Linked DNA regions of Mus musculus: region 2 is linked to region 1. A link is a contact called in public HiChIP or PLAC-seq data. All regions are on one chromosome and are shown on one strand. The core of a region is the stretch at or near the end of the contact, and the rest is flanking DNA. Distances in the headings are between cores, read along the strand shown. Region 1 overlaps Tcf20 (transcription factor 20). Region 2 holds the start of Nfam1 (Nfat activating molecule with ITAM motif 1).

Region 1 (6,223 bases), core at 1,438-3,937:
ATGGTGGTGAACGCCTTTATTAATCCCAGCACTTGGGAGGCAGAGGCAGGCGGATTTCTGAGTTCGAGGCCAACCTGGTCTACAGAGTGAGTTCCAGGACAGCCAAGGCTACACAGAGAAACCCTGTCTCGAAGAAAAAAAAAAAAAGAAAAAAAAAAAAAGAGCTTAAGAGAGGGAAGGAGGGGCCAAGCAGTTCCTTTTATAGTGGGCTGGGCTACCTTGCTGTTGCCAGGTAACTGTAGGGGTGGAGTCTAGCCAGAATGCCAGGAGCTTGGGACATTGTCTGTATGACTTATAGTCACAGGATTATGTAGTTAGGGGCTCTGGTGTTAGGTGCCTGTCTCTGGGACCACAGCTCACTGTTCTGTCCCTTGTAGAGTTTTCTACTGGGTCTCTGGAGCAAGCCTCACTCAACCAAAACAGGTTGCCTTTCATGGTCCCATACTTGTACTTTGCCTATTTCTTAGAAAATCAATCCTCCCCTCCCCCAAGAAATCTAGATTCTATTTAATAAGACATATAGAAACCTGAAAATGGCTGTGCTTGGTGGCACATGCACATAATACCAACACTCAGTGTCTTAGGGTTTTACTGTTGTGAACAGATACCATGACCAAGTCAAGTCTTATAAAGGACAGCATTAACTGGGGCTGGCTTACAGGTTCAGAGGTTCAGCCCGTTATCAGTAAGGCAGGAGCATGGCAGTATCTAGGTAGGCATGGTGGAGGAGGAGCTGAGAGTTCTACATCTTCATCTCAAGGCTGCAAGCAGAATACTGACTTCCAGGCCAGTCTTAGCGCCCACACCCACAGTAACACACCGCCAACAGGGCTACACCTTCTACTAGTGCCCCCCCCCCCCCCAGGCCCCCTTCCCCTGGCCGAGCATATACAAACTATAACACTCAGGAACTTGAGCCAGGAAGAGCGTAAGTTAGAGGCTGCTTGGGCTACCTTGCAAGACCTTTTCTTGAAAGGCAAACTGAACAAAAACCTCAAAAGCAGAGTATCAGTTTGATCCCAAAGACTAAATGTTTTTGTATTTTCTTTTAATTTTTAAAAAGATGATGTTTAGCTTTTAAATTTACCTGCAGTTTATTTTTATGGATATTGTGAGGTGAGGTTTAACAGTTTTTTTTTCCCTACCTAAAAGTGGCATGCTAGTACCTACCCTTTATTTTAATTACATTTGAAAGTTTTAATGTGGGCTGGAGAGATGGCTCAGTGATTAAGAGCACTGACTGCTCTTCCAAAGGTCTTGAGTTCAAATCCCAGCAACCACATGGTGGCTTACAACCAACTTGTAATGGAATCTGATGCCCTCTTCTGGTGTCTGAAGATAGCTACAGTGTACTTATATATAGCAATAAATAAATCCTTGTGCTGGAGCGAGCAGAGGTCCTGAGTTCAGTTCTCAGCAACCACATGATGGCTCACAACCATCTGTAAGCTACAGTGTACTCATATACATAAGATAAATAAACCTTAAAGAAGAAAAAGAAAGTTTTAATGTATGGTTAGGGTATGTATATCCTGCCTTTTTATGGTTTTACCATTTTTACATACTACTTAGAATTAAAAAAAAACACAATGATTTTTGAAATTGGTTTATAAACTGTAATAGAAGTGGGCCACATAGATAGTGGCCCGGGAGGTAGTAGGAACAGGGTTCAAGGATAAGACTGAAATTTACTGTTTGACAAAGGAATTAACAAACATGGAAAGATAAAAAAGAGAAATGTTGGGCTGGAATTGGACTGATAAATTTTTTTTTTTTTAGTAGATATGTAACTACATTTTGTAAAAATAGTTATAGGAATGGTAAGTATGTATACATAGCCTTTTCTAGCTAGAAGTACAGACATCTTAGTTTCAGTCCCAGCACCTAAATCTTTGTTGCTGAATCATCTTCCTTCAAGAGGAATTGTCTTTGGGGAATTGGGTACTTATAGGAGTTGGAGCTGGGAAGATACCAGATGAGTTTGAAGTGTCTTTTGCTAGGAAATGGGCGAATTGTTTTGAAGACCAGAAAATGTCAGGCCAACACTAAAGCTATTTGCATTTCCAGTTGGCCAACTCTGGACACTTTTGAGTGTCAAATAGATGAAGAGGCAATTGATAAATGTAGACAAAATGAAGGCTAGAGTATCACCAACTGGCAGGTTTCATAGAGATGGGGGTCATTTGGATGTTGACTGTTAGTTGATACTTAACAAAGAACAAGGTATTGACAGACCCTTATAATTGCTCCAGCAAAGTGATTATTTTGAAGAGGAGCATGATAGGATTTTAGAAGAACCTGCTAGGCATTGGCTTGACATGGTTAACATCATCAGTGTAGGGGGATGGATTGCTGTTGGTTCTGCTTATGTGGTATGCCCTGTGTTGCTGTCAGTTTGGCCATTAGGAAATGCAGACCAATATTAGGCTGAGGGCTGACCCTGTGAAATGAAAGGACTTAGCAGGGACATAAAAATCAGCAAAACAATGAGATGCTACTGCAGATCAATAGACATTAGCAGAGATTGGCACTTGGATGAAATGTTGGACCACAAAGAGGGGGAAATGTTGTGGCCATTCTCATAACTGAGATATAAGGCTTGTAGGCTGAATTGGTAGTGCAGTATTAATCTGTTAGTGCAGTATTAGTGTTAGTATTAGTGTTGGCATCCTGTTGTGGAGGCTTGGTTATGCAGAAGAGTGAGTTGTTTGTGTTCAGATTTCTCACAGTGATTAGGAACTGGCAGCTTTGGGTACATATAGAAAACTTAACAAATGAGGTAAAATACTGAGTTGGGCAATCTTGTTAAAAGGTGTGTAAACACTTAGAACTTTTCCATGTGTTTGGGATTATTTCAAAGTGAAAATAATACTGTTACTAATCTGTTAAGAGTCTTGACTTTTGAAACTGGACCGTTTTGTCTAGCTATATACTGTTTGTTTTAAACTTTTGAGGGCTTTTCAAAAAAAGTTTGTATTTTTCCTCATATAGTTTTTGTCCATTTCTGTTTGGAATTAAGTCTTTTGGCTCTTAATATAAAGTTATGTTGAAGGATTTACAGGCGGCGTTTGGGGGGGGGGCTGCCTTAAGTGACAGCAGTGATTGCTGTTTACCTTCATTTTGTCTGTATTTTACTGTGCTGTATTCTTAACAACAATTAAATGTGATACCCCAAAGCCCAGGTAACACAGACTGAAAGGGAGACTTCCCTAGTTAGTCCCAGGTGCAATTAGTCCCACTTTCCTGTCCCCTTTCTGGTTAACTCTGGAGCTATCAAGATCTCCATGTGTCTATTTGAATTGACTTTGTGATACCCATGTGTATAAGATAGAAAAGGGGGATGGGCACGGGGCCAGGATGTGTCAGCCATATTTCCAGAAGCTTCATTCTGTGTAGGGAAGAGAAGAAGGCTTTAGCTTCTGGGCCTTCGGGAATTATGTCCAAGAATAAGTTGCCTACTGTGTATGTAATATGTAGTGGGCAATCAGGAAATTGGGTTGTTTTTAAGACCCCTGCCCTCTTTTTGACAGTGTTTCTCTACTTAGCCCCAGCTCTCCTGGAACTCACTATGTAGACCAGGTTGGCCTTGAATTCACAGAGATCCAAGTGCCTCTGCCTTTTTCCAAGTGCTGGAATAAAGGCATACATCATTATACCCAGCTTTTAGACCTAATTCTTAGAAAAACAAAAAATGAAAGCAAAAAACCTGAGCTGGTGACATGCACGCCATTTGGGCCCTGCAGTGATTAAGGTATGCAGTGTGTTGGCTGTGAGTTCCTAGTGCAGGTCCTGTCTGGTTACTCCCCCATCCTCTGGGCTTGTAGGGTGTGTCTTGTGCCTCTTTCCCCTGGGCAAAGAAGTGCCAGCAGACAGATAGCACAGGCAGATGGTACTGAGATGACGTAGAGTTCAGTAGTCTAAGCCATGTATATATATATATTTGTGTGTATAAAATATTTAGGTTATATATATATTTATATATTATATAAAATTTTATTTGTATGTGAGGCCATGTGAATCCTGCCACTGTAGATCATCAAAAGGTTTTCATTTTTCCAGTCATTTCCTTTGTCCTCCATCTATAAGAATGTCCAATTTTTATATGCAGTCCATAGCACAAGTATGTATTTCATGTGGCTAGAATCTTCACAATGATTATGCACTGTGTAAGGTATACCATAATTTGCTACAGATCCTGCAGGAACAATTTTAAATTACCAATTTATATCTTTAGAATTGTAAGAATGTTTGCTGCTTTTGTTATGTGTGTACCACCCTCAGCCTAAGTTCACCAGATGGGATATGGTCTCTTAAGTTGTTATTAATATGGTCTCATTATGTAGCTTTGACTGGCCTGAAACTTGGTATATGGAGCAGGCTGGTCTCTAACTCTCAGACATATGCCTTTTTAATTCTACCTCCTTGGGTTCTCAGATTAAAGTTGTGTGTCACCATGCCTGGCTCCCTTAAATTTTTTTGGGGGAAAAAGTTGGGTGGGGTTTTTGAGATGGGGTTTCCCTATGTAGTCCAGTTTCTTACCGTGACTTCAAATTTATGACCCTCCTTCTTCAGCCTTCCAGTTGTTGTGATGACAGGAGTATACCACCATACCTGGCTTTATTTTTATTTTTATATTTATTTACTTATCTATCTATCTATCTATCTATCTATCTATCTATCTATCTATCTATCTATCTATCTATTTATTTGGGATTTTTTAATAGCTGTAGATTAGTGCCTTCTTTTGAGGCCTGCAAATATTTCATCATGTTTGCAGATAGATTTTTTTCCCCACAGCTTTTGTGGCCGACTCTGGAAGAGCCAATTTTTTTACACCTGCAGTATTCTAGTAGATTTCTTTTTCCCAAGATAACGAAAAAGCTTGTGAGCTCTGAATGACTTGGTTCCTTAAGATGTTTTCAGAGTCCCTTTTTGGGATTCCCTTGCCAGAGCGCTACCCTTGCCAGAGCGCTACCAGTGCCATCAGCACTAGTTGTCCTGAGGTCAGTCCTGAAGACATGCTAGATTCTAGGAGCAAACTGGATGCAGAATAGGATAAAACCAAACTAGTCAGTGGACAGGTACACATGCCCAGTCTGCTAATTTATATGTACATGAAAAAGATGATACAGGTACATCCATGTTTAAGGTGACAGCTCAACTTGGCAGCCTTGAAGATTTCTTTCTTAGTGCTTTTATGAATAGATCAATGTCTTGTTGATGACTAGGCAGAGACTTTTGTCAGAAGTGTAGCTGGATTCTGGAGTGGACATTTCTTATTCTGTCTGTCTATGAGGCACATGATTTATTAATTAACTTCTAAGCCTTGGTTTATAAAAGGTGAATACTAACATTGTAGATTATAGTAAGGAGAGAGACTGTTAACATCTATGTAAAGTACCTGGTAGCATGTGTAGCATGCAACAAATAAGAACAGCCATTATTAATTTAGACACTACTCAAATTATTGTCAAAAAGGAAAACCAAATGTACTTGGATGGCTCTTGCTTAACATATGGTATAGTAAAAGGATCATGAATTTTAGAAAAAAATTGAGTTAAAGTGTATCAACTCCCAACATGTCTAGAAATGACTTAGAACATGTCATAAATGATCAGTCCCCCACCCTCCCGGGGAGGGGCAGTTTGTATATACACAGGGAAGCCAGATAGTTGGCCATATTGGAAGTTGCTTAATATATAATTATTAGTAGTATTTGTAGCACATTCCATTAGTTTGGTAAAAATTTTTTACTGTTTGGTTTTATTAAGTGAAGTAAACCAACAAATTCTTTGCTGTAAGGATAACTTGTAGAGAAGATCACATACTTTAGCAACTCCTGGGATCCTGGGGCCCACATGACCTGGTAGGGTAGGAGGGCATTTCTGGACTCAAGGATGTTTCAGAGAAATACGAAGGGTAATGGCTCAGAGGCATTTTTGAACAAGATTGTTGGGTAGGAACAGCAGAAATAGGAAGATGCCATAGACTATCCATGACTGTGGCGAATGTGATATCACATTGTCAAAGTAGCAAGTGGAGGAATTTTTTTTTTTTGAGACAGGATTTCTCTGTGTAGCCCTGGCTGTCCTGGAACTCACTTTGTAGACCAGGCTGGCCTCGAACTCAGAAATCCTGTCTCTGCCTCCTGAGTGCTGGGATTAAAGGCGCACGACACCATGCCCAGCTCAGGAAATCTTATTCTATTGTTCCTGTGATCAAT
Region 2 (6,223 bases), core at 2,464-4,963, 170 kb before region 1:
ACGGTCAGCTCTCTTGCCCTGTTTTGGTGAGGATCTGATCAAATGATCAAACGCATCGGCCCGGTGCCTGCAGGTCAGCTACACAGGGTGGGAGAGCATCCTTCCCAAATGTGAGCCCAGTGTCCCCAGGATGGGAACTTTCCATTGCCACTGTTGGACGCGTGAGGTACAGGACAGAGGAGTGTACCTCTGACACCCTAGACACCCTGACACCCTGAACAGAGTGGTCAGAGCAGAGTGGCCACTCTCAGCCCGGATCTCCTTGCTGATAGGTCTCTCTGGGAGCTGGAGTCTTGGGAAGGAAGAGGTGACATGAAGCTGGGTCAGGGGTCTGATCCTCTCGTCCTAGTACCTCTGTGTCTGCAAGAGAAACCTCCAAGCCCAGGCCAGGCAGCAGTGGCTGGGTCCAAGCTCCCTTTCTGGGGCACTCTGAGGGGAAAAGATTGACTTTGGGGGCTGGAGAGATGGCTCAGTGGTTAAGAGCACTGACCGCTCTTCCGAAGGTCCTGAGTTCAAATCCCAGCAAGCACATGGTGGCTCACAACCATCCGTAATGCGATCTGATGCTTTCTTCTGGGGTCTCTGAAGACAGCTGTAGTGTACTTACATATAATAAGAAAATAAATTTAAAAAAAAAAAAAAAGGACTGACTTTGGTTTCTTCTCTTCTCTGCCTGGCAACAAGAAACATTGGTGGAAGTAAACTTAGCATGGAGACTTGTCTTGTTATCGAAGTTTTAGTCTAAGTCTACGGAAGCCCCACCCCCCTTCCCAGGGACTGCAAGGGACCACGTGCTTCCAGGTTCCCCTCTCTACTTCCTCCTTTAGGGCTGTTCACAAAGCCGTCCACCCGAGCCAGCCAAGCCTTCCTCCTTCCCTGGCGTCCCCTTGCTCTGTGTGCTGTCTGTCCCTTAGGTATTCAGTCTGAGCAGAGGTTCTCAACCTATGAGCCCCTGTTGGGGCTGCCGAATGACCTTTACACAGGGGTCACCTAAGGCCTTGAGAAAAACACAGAAAGTTACATTGAGATTCAGAACAGTAGCAAAATTAAAGTTACAAAGTAGCCACGAACGTAACTATTTGGTTGGGGGTGGCGGGCCAAGATTAGAGAATGAGGATGGCTGAGAACTGCTGCGCTAGGATAGTGGTTAGAAATCACTTTGTCTTCTCTGTGCCTCAGTTTCTGCACCTATTAAATGGAAGGAATTTCAGATACCAGCACATAGGGTTGCCATGCCCATTAAGTTGGAGGTGAAGAGTGTTTGGCCCCAGCGGCTAGGCTGGACCACACAGTCATACTGAGTTGTCCTGGGTTATCTTTGTTCCCTTTAGACATGGCTCCTCAAGATGGGCTCTTGCTCTTCTGTATCTGTTAGGAAGGCTGGTGCTGTGGGCAGAGGATGTGCCCAGCGAGATATAAAGGGTAGATGGGGGGTAAGCGGGTGCCTAGTGAGACCCACGCCACGGCTGACATGTGCTGGCCCCAGGAATCTCATCTACAAAGTCAAGCTCAGAGGCCCAGCCCAGAGCTGTGAAGTCTCTGTTCTTTCCTGTCCTCCTCCTACCTTCGAACCTTGCTACTACTTATTCAGGGCTCCTGCCTGGGGCACAGGACAGGAAAAAAAAAACAAAAAAAAAAAAAAAAAAACAGCAAATGGAATGGAGCCCAGGTGGTCTACAGCTCAAAGCACTGGGTGACAGGTGCTGGAGAGTCACGGAGACCTTTAGGTTTCTGAATGCGCCTTGGTTTGATGTCCATTGGGTTGTCACCTGGGTCAGAGGGGCTCTGCTTCTCAGGTCTGTCCCTGCCTCTTCCCAGTAGCTCAGGATCCCCACGGTGATGCAGCCCCTCAGCCCCCTCCCCTCCTTTGCTGTGTTCTCATCAGCCCCACCCAGAGCCCAGGCAGTGCTTGGCCTCTGAGCAACTTCCTGCACCAGCATGAAGTCTTGTAGAGTTGAAGACCTGTGCAGGGGGTAGGACAGTGAGTGGCTTGCTAGGTGTTCAGCAGGGTCCCGTAAGGCCCCGCTGCCTGCAGCTTAGGTGCAGGTATGCTGTCAGGGACTGACGTTTATCTGCACGGGATGCACAGCAGTACCAAGCACAGGCAGGGAGGAGCAGCTAGCTGGCACCTGGGCAGGCATGGGGACAGCACCAGTGTTGGGGAAGCCAGGATCTGTGTTTCAGGCAGCCTGGCACTCAGGCATCTCCTGGTGCCAAGTCATGAGGAGACTCACGGAGGCGCAGCCCGATGCCTTTAAAATGCTCCCTCTGTGCACCGAGGCATTAACATGACGTCTATCACCATGGCACCGGAGTGCTTAGACAATCTGCTCCCCGCAGGAGCTGGGGAGCGGCGTGAAGCAGATTATCCATGCTTCGCTGTGACACTTGTGATCATGTATCACCTTGATGGATCAACAGCCAATACCGCCTGGGTCCCAGCCCGCCCCTTCGCGCTGCCTCTTCTCCTGTTCATACACATCTTCCTCTGCGGGTGGGTGGCCTATGGCTGCTTGCCTCTGCACACCAGTCTCAGGGTTCTTGCTCCCAAACACCCTGCAGCTTTCACTGTTAACTGTGCAGAGGCCAAGGGGAAGGGATTTAGGCAAGGTACTGACAGAAGCCCCCATGGTGATATGAAAGGGTGGGGGAGGGGGGGAACATCAGCCACGTGCCCAGCCTCCACCACACTGGCACAAGTGGCAAAGAAAATCCAGGTAAAAATCTATCTGTCCTTCTCATTTATGCCCCACAGACCTGCCGGGATCATGAGCTAGCTGCTTCACCTCTTCATGCTGAAGTCTCTCACTGGTGTGGTGGGGCTACTCAGGGCTCTCTTGGGTTCACGGCTCTAATGAGAAAAGTCGAGACTCAGCAGGTCTGGCCCTCAACTTCTTTCCTGCTGCTTTTCTCCCCTTGTCCTCTCAGCCCCTACCTTTCAGGTCACAAAACAGACACGGGGCTCCAGGACCTTAGGAGTTCTCCCTAGAGTCTGCAGAGGATGGCCCCTCCCCCCCTCATAGGAAGCCATCACTGTCCCAGTACTGAGACCTCTAGCGCCATGGGGGCTTCGAGAGCAGAGCTGATAAGGAAGGAGGCAGTCAGGGGCCTGTGTCTCCTCTTGGGTGGGGATGGGGTGAAGTCGGGTTAGGGAGCCCCCCCCCCACCCTAGGAGGAGGAGTGGGAGGAGGAGGAGGAGGAGGAGGAGGAGTGGGAGGAGGAGGAGGAGGAGGAGGAGGCGTATCAGTTCAGGTGGATCAAGAGGAGTTCCTCCGAAGAACCAGCTACTGTCTCTCACTCCAGGATGTGTTAAATTCCCTCCGGAGGCTGGGACAAGTGGCTTAAGGCCCTTCAGCCTCCCAGTCTGCCACTCCTCTGCTTATTCTTCCCCCACCCTAGGCTCCCCCCACTCCCACCCCACCCCCCCTTCAGGACACCTTCTCAAGGGATGGCAGGGACCTTGCAGGGATGTCTGAGCAGGTGGGATTATGGTCATTTTTAGGGTTTCAGACCTAAGGAGCATGGCCACCCAGCTTCCAGGACAGGGTCCTCTGCTGCGAGGGACTAAGGAGGCCCCAGAAGCCCGGGAAAGCCAAGGTTCCTACCGCATGCTCTTTTCCCACTGTGTGGCTTGGATGAGTTGGAGCCCCAGGCTGTTTATCTGTTGGAACCCCTCACCAAGGTTGCTTCCGCTATTTCAGAGGGAGGTCAGGGTTTCTGAGAGGAACCGCCTTGAGGAAGCAGAAGGGTGTCCAGAGGAGGAACTTATGGGGACACAAAAGGGAACTCTAGCTGCCAGCAGGGGCCTTAGTCTGCAGTGACCTGAAGCGGAAGGAGGAACAGGCTTTGATAAGTGTCCAGCTTGGCGCACGGTATTCCATGGAGAGCTGGCTTCTGCGACGTGGGGCCCGAGTGCGATGCCTGCACCCACCCAGCTGGCTCCCAGCCTGGTGCTTCCTCTGTTTGCTGCCGGTGCCCCAGACCCTGCAGCTAACAGGCAAGTCTGTCTCCTTCTCACGTCCTCTTGTTCGCATACATCAGAGTGACTTTCATCCAGCGGGAACAGCTAATTCCCGGGACCTGTCTCTGGGGATTTGCTGGTTGCGTTTGAACATTGTAGACTTCATGTGGGAAGCCTTCGGGGACTGAGAAGATATTTAGCTAATGCCTCGTCAAGGTGGCATTTGAAGGGGTTGTGGGGGGACGGTGCTGTGTCTTCACCCCAGTGTTAACAGCTTTCCTGACAGCATAGCTTAGGCCTCCTGGTCCTTAAATAAGGAAGGTGGGTGCTGTGTTTTTGAGGTCAGGTGTGGAGTCCATGGAAAAGACAGCTCTTACAAGGCTACTGTGGTAGAGGAGTTCTGTTGAATCTGCCAGGTGGTGGAGCTGCCCTGGGTGCTGCTGGTGGTGGTTGGTGAATACAGAGAAAGGCAGTCAGAGCACGGCATCCTGGGGCCACACTAGAAAGGGTCACACTTAGCACTTTCTAAAATGCAGTCAGAGGCCAAGGATTTTATGACCAGCGAATCTCCCCAGGGCCAACACTGCTGTCCTATCCTAGTTCCAGGCTCCCTTGGAAGCTGGGAGGTCTGGATTCAAAGCAAGCTGTGGGGTAGAGGCCAATTTATCTAGGCCAGCGCACCTCCAAGGGTGTCCCTCTCAGGTGTGTTCCCTGGTGGTGCTGGGTAATGTCTGTCAGGCACTATGTGTTCTTGCCTTGGCCTGGCTAGCAGCTGGTCCATTGCTGACCCAGGGACACTCCACTGTGGAGGCTGAGTACTAACTGTTCTCTGTTTGACTTTACTTATTTATTTTATAAATCATGTGTGTGTGTGCGTGTGCCTGTGTGTGCCGAGGTGAGTTTACGAAGGTCAGAGGCCAGCCTCGGGTGAACATCCTTGCCTTCTACCTGTTTGAAATAGCCTGCCTGCCTGTCTGTTTGTCTGCCTGCCCACCCACCCGCCCATCCGTCTGTCTGGTCTGTCTGTCTGTCACTGCTGTGAATGCCAGGCTGGCTGGCCTGCAAGCTTCCAAGGATTCTGTCTCTGCTTCCTGTCTTGTGGCAGGAACAATAAGATCAGAGACACGTGCTACTCTGCTTTATTCGAATTCCAGGGTTTCGAACTCTGGTCCTTACACTTATGCTGTGAGCACTTTGTCCACCAACGCCTCTCCTCGGTGCCACTTTGACTTTGATGAGGTGACTGGGGGTTCTTTGTCCCTGGATTATGTCATGTCCCCTTTTTCATTTATATCTGACCATCAGGAATTAGCGTGTAGTGAGCCTTTAATGTCCTCAGCATCATCTCACTGACAGGGAGACAAACCCAGGGATGTCTATCAACATGTGTGGAGTCAGACAGCAGAAAATTCAGAAGTCAGGCTGCAGGCCAGGGTCAGCCTCAGCCTCAGCCTCCCCTGCCCACTGGGCTCCGCTGATCGACCAGATCACTTTTCTTTGCAAGGAAGATTCTCCCCAGGAAACTTTACTCTGAGGAGGCAGGAGCCAACACGTAGCCTCTAGAGCAGTTTGGGTACCAACCCTGTGGCCTGTCTTCTTTACTCTTGCTCAACCTACATTGCCCACCCACTCCAGACCATGAAAAGACAGCGAAAAGGTAGAATGGACCTGCTGTTGACAGTGGTTGAACTTCCACTTATGTGAGATGTTGTGGCTGGTGCCTGTAATCCCAGGACTCAGAAGGCTGAGGCAGGAGGATTGCTATTAGTTCCAGATTGGCGAGGGCCACAGAGTGAGATTGTGCCTCAACAACCATCATCCCTGGAAAAATAAAAAGAATTCCCACGTAGTCATTTGAACTCAATGTCCCTGAAGTCCTGTCTTTTCTCTGTGTGGTTCTTCCCTCCTAAGGCCAAGGCACTGAATTAGAGGAGGCTTTTCTGGCCAAGCTACTGCAGCTTCGGGGAAGCTATTTTGAAAGAGGATGAGCTACAAACAAAAACAGATTTTTTTTTTTTTTTTTTTTTTTTTTTTTTTTGGCCATGTATTGCAACAAACGGTCCACTACTGAGAAGTTCTTCCTGCTCTTGCATGGGAGGGGGAAGCCTGCTCCCTGCCTTCTGGAGCCCATTACAGGAACACACAGCCTCCTCTCTTGCTCCTGCCCCTTGTCTATCACAGCTTCTGCTCCGCCCCGTACCCCTGTTTTAGGCTTTAAGAGCTCTCCCATATGTGTGATCTCTCTGTGTCTGTCTGTCTGAC

What was found. HiChIP or PLAC-seq counts read pairs in DNA pulled down with a chosen protein or histone mark.
Region 2: an H3K27ac HiChIP or PLAC-seq map of embryonic stem cells shows a contact between it and region 1, with 8 times the contacts expected there. The contact joins the promoter of Nfam1 here to the enhancer-like site in region 1. A contact is called at or near these places in 14 of 39 promoter capture datasets (the C10 cell line, the HPC-7 cell line, cranial neural crest and 10 more), 5 of 15 datasets of contacts at CTCF or cohesin (the NIH/3T3 cell line, embryonic stem cells, large pre-B cells and 2 more), 20 of 484 Hi-C or Micro-C datasets (B cells, CD4 T cells, the HL-1 cell line and 9 more), 16 of 115 datasets of contacts at active chromatin or transcription factors (the HPC-7 cell line, bone marrow-derived dendritic cells, bone marrow-derived macrophages and 7 more) and 5 of 9 other capture datasets (adipose tissue, embryonic stem cells, liver and 2 more).

What each region holds. Positions count from the first base shown.
Region 1 is chr15:82,860,490-82,866,712 of GRCm38.p6, reverse strand. All of the region lies in intron 1 of Tcf20 (transcription factor 20), which reads left to right. Among named protein-coding and RNA genes, the nearest start is that of Tbrg3, 35 kb to the left of the region's middle. Within about 2 kb of position 2,687, at least 1 of the 459 cell types and tissues checked has an H3K27ac peak or open chromatin away from gene starts, as enhancers often do.
Region 2 is chr15:83,030,887-83,037,109 of GRCm38.p6, reverse strand. It overlaps Nfam1 (Nfat activating molecule with ITAM motif 1), which reads left to right and starts at 3,713. Exons shown (of 6, transcript NM_001271411.1): 1 at 3,713-3,997. The coding sequence starts at 3,880. It overlaps Gm32620 (a long non-coding RNA gene), which reads right to left and starts at 3,794. Exons shown (of 3, transcript XR_384275.3): 1 at 3,606-3,794; 2 at 2,758-2,851.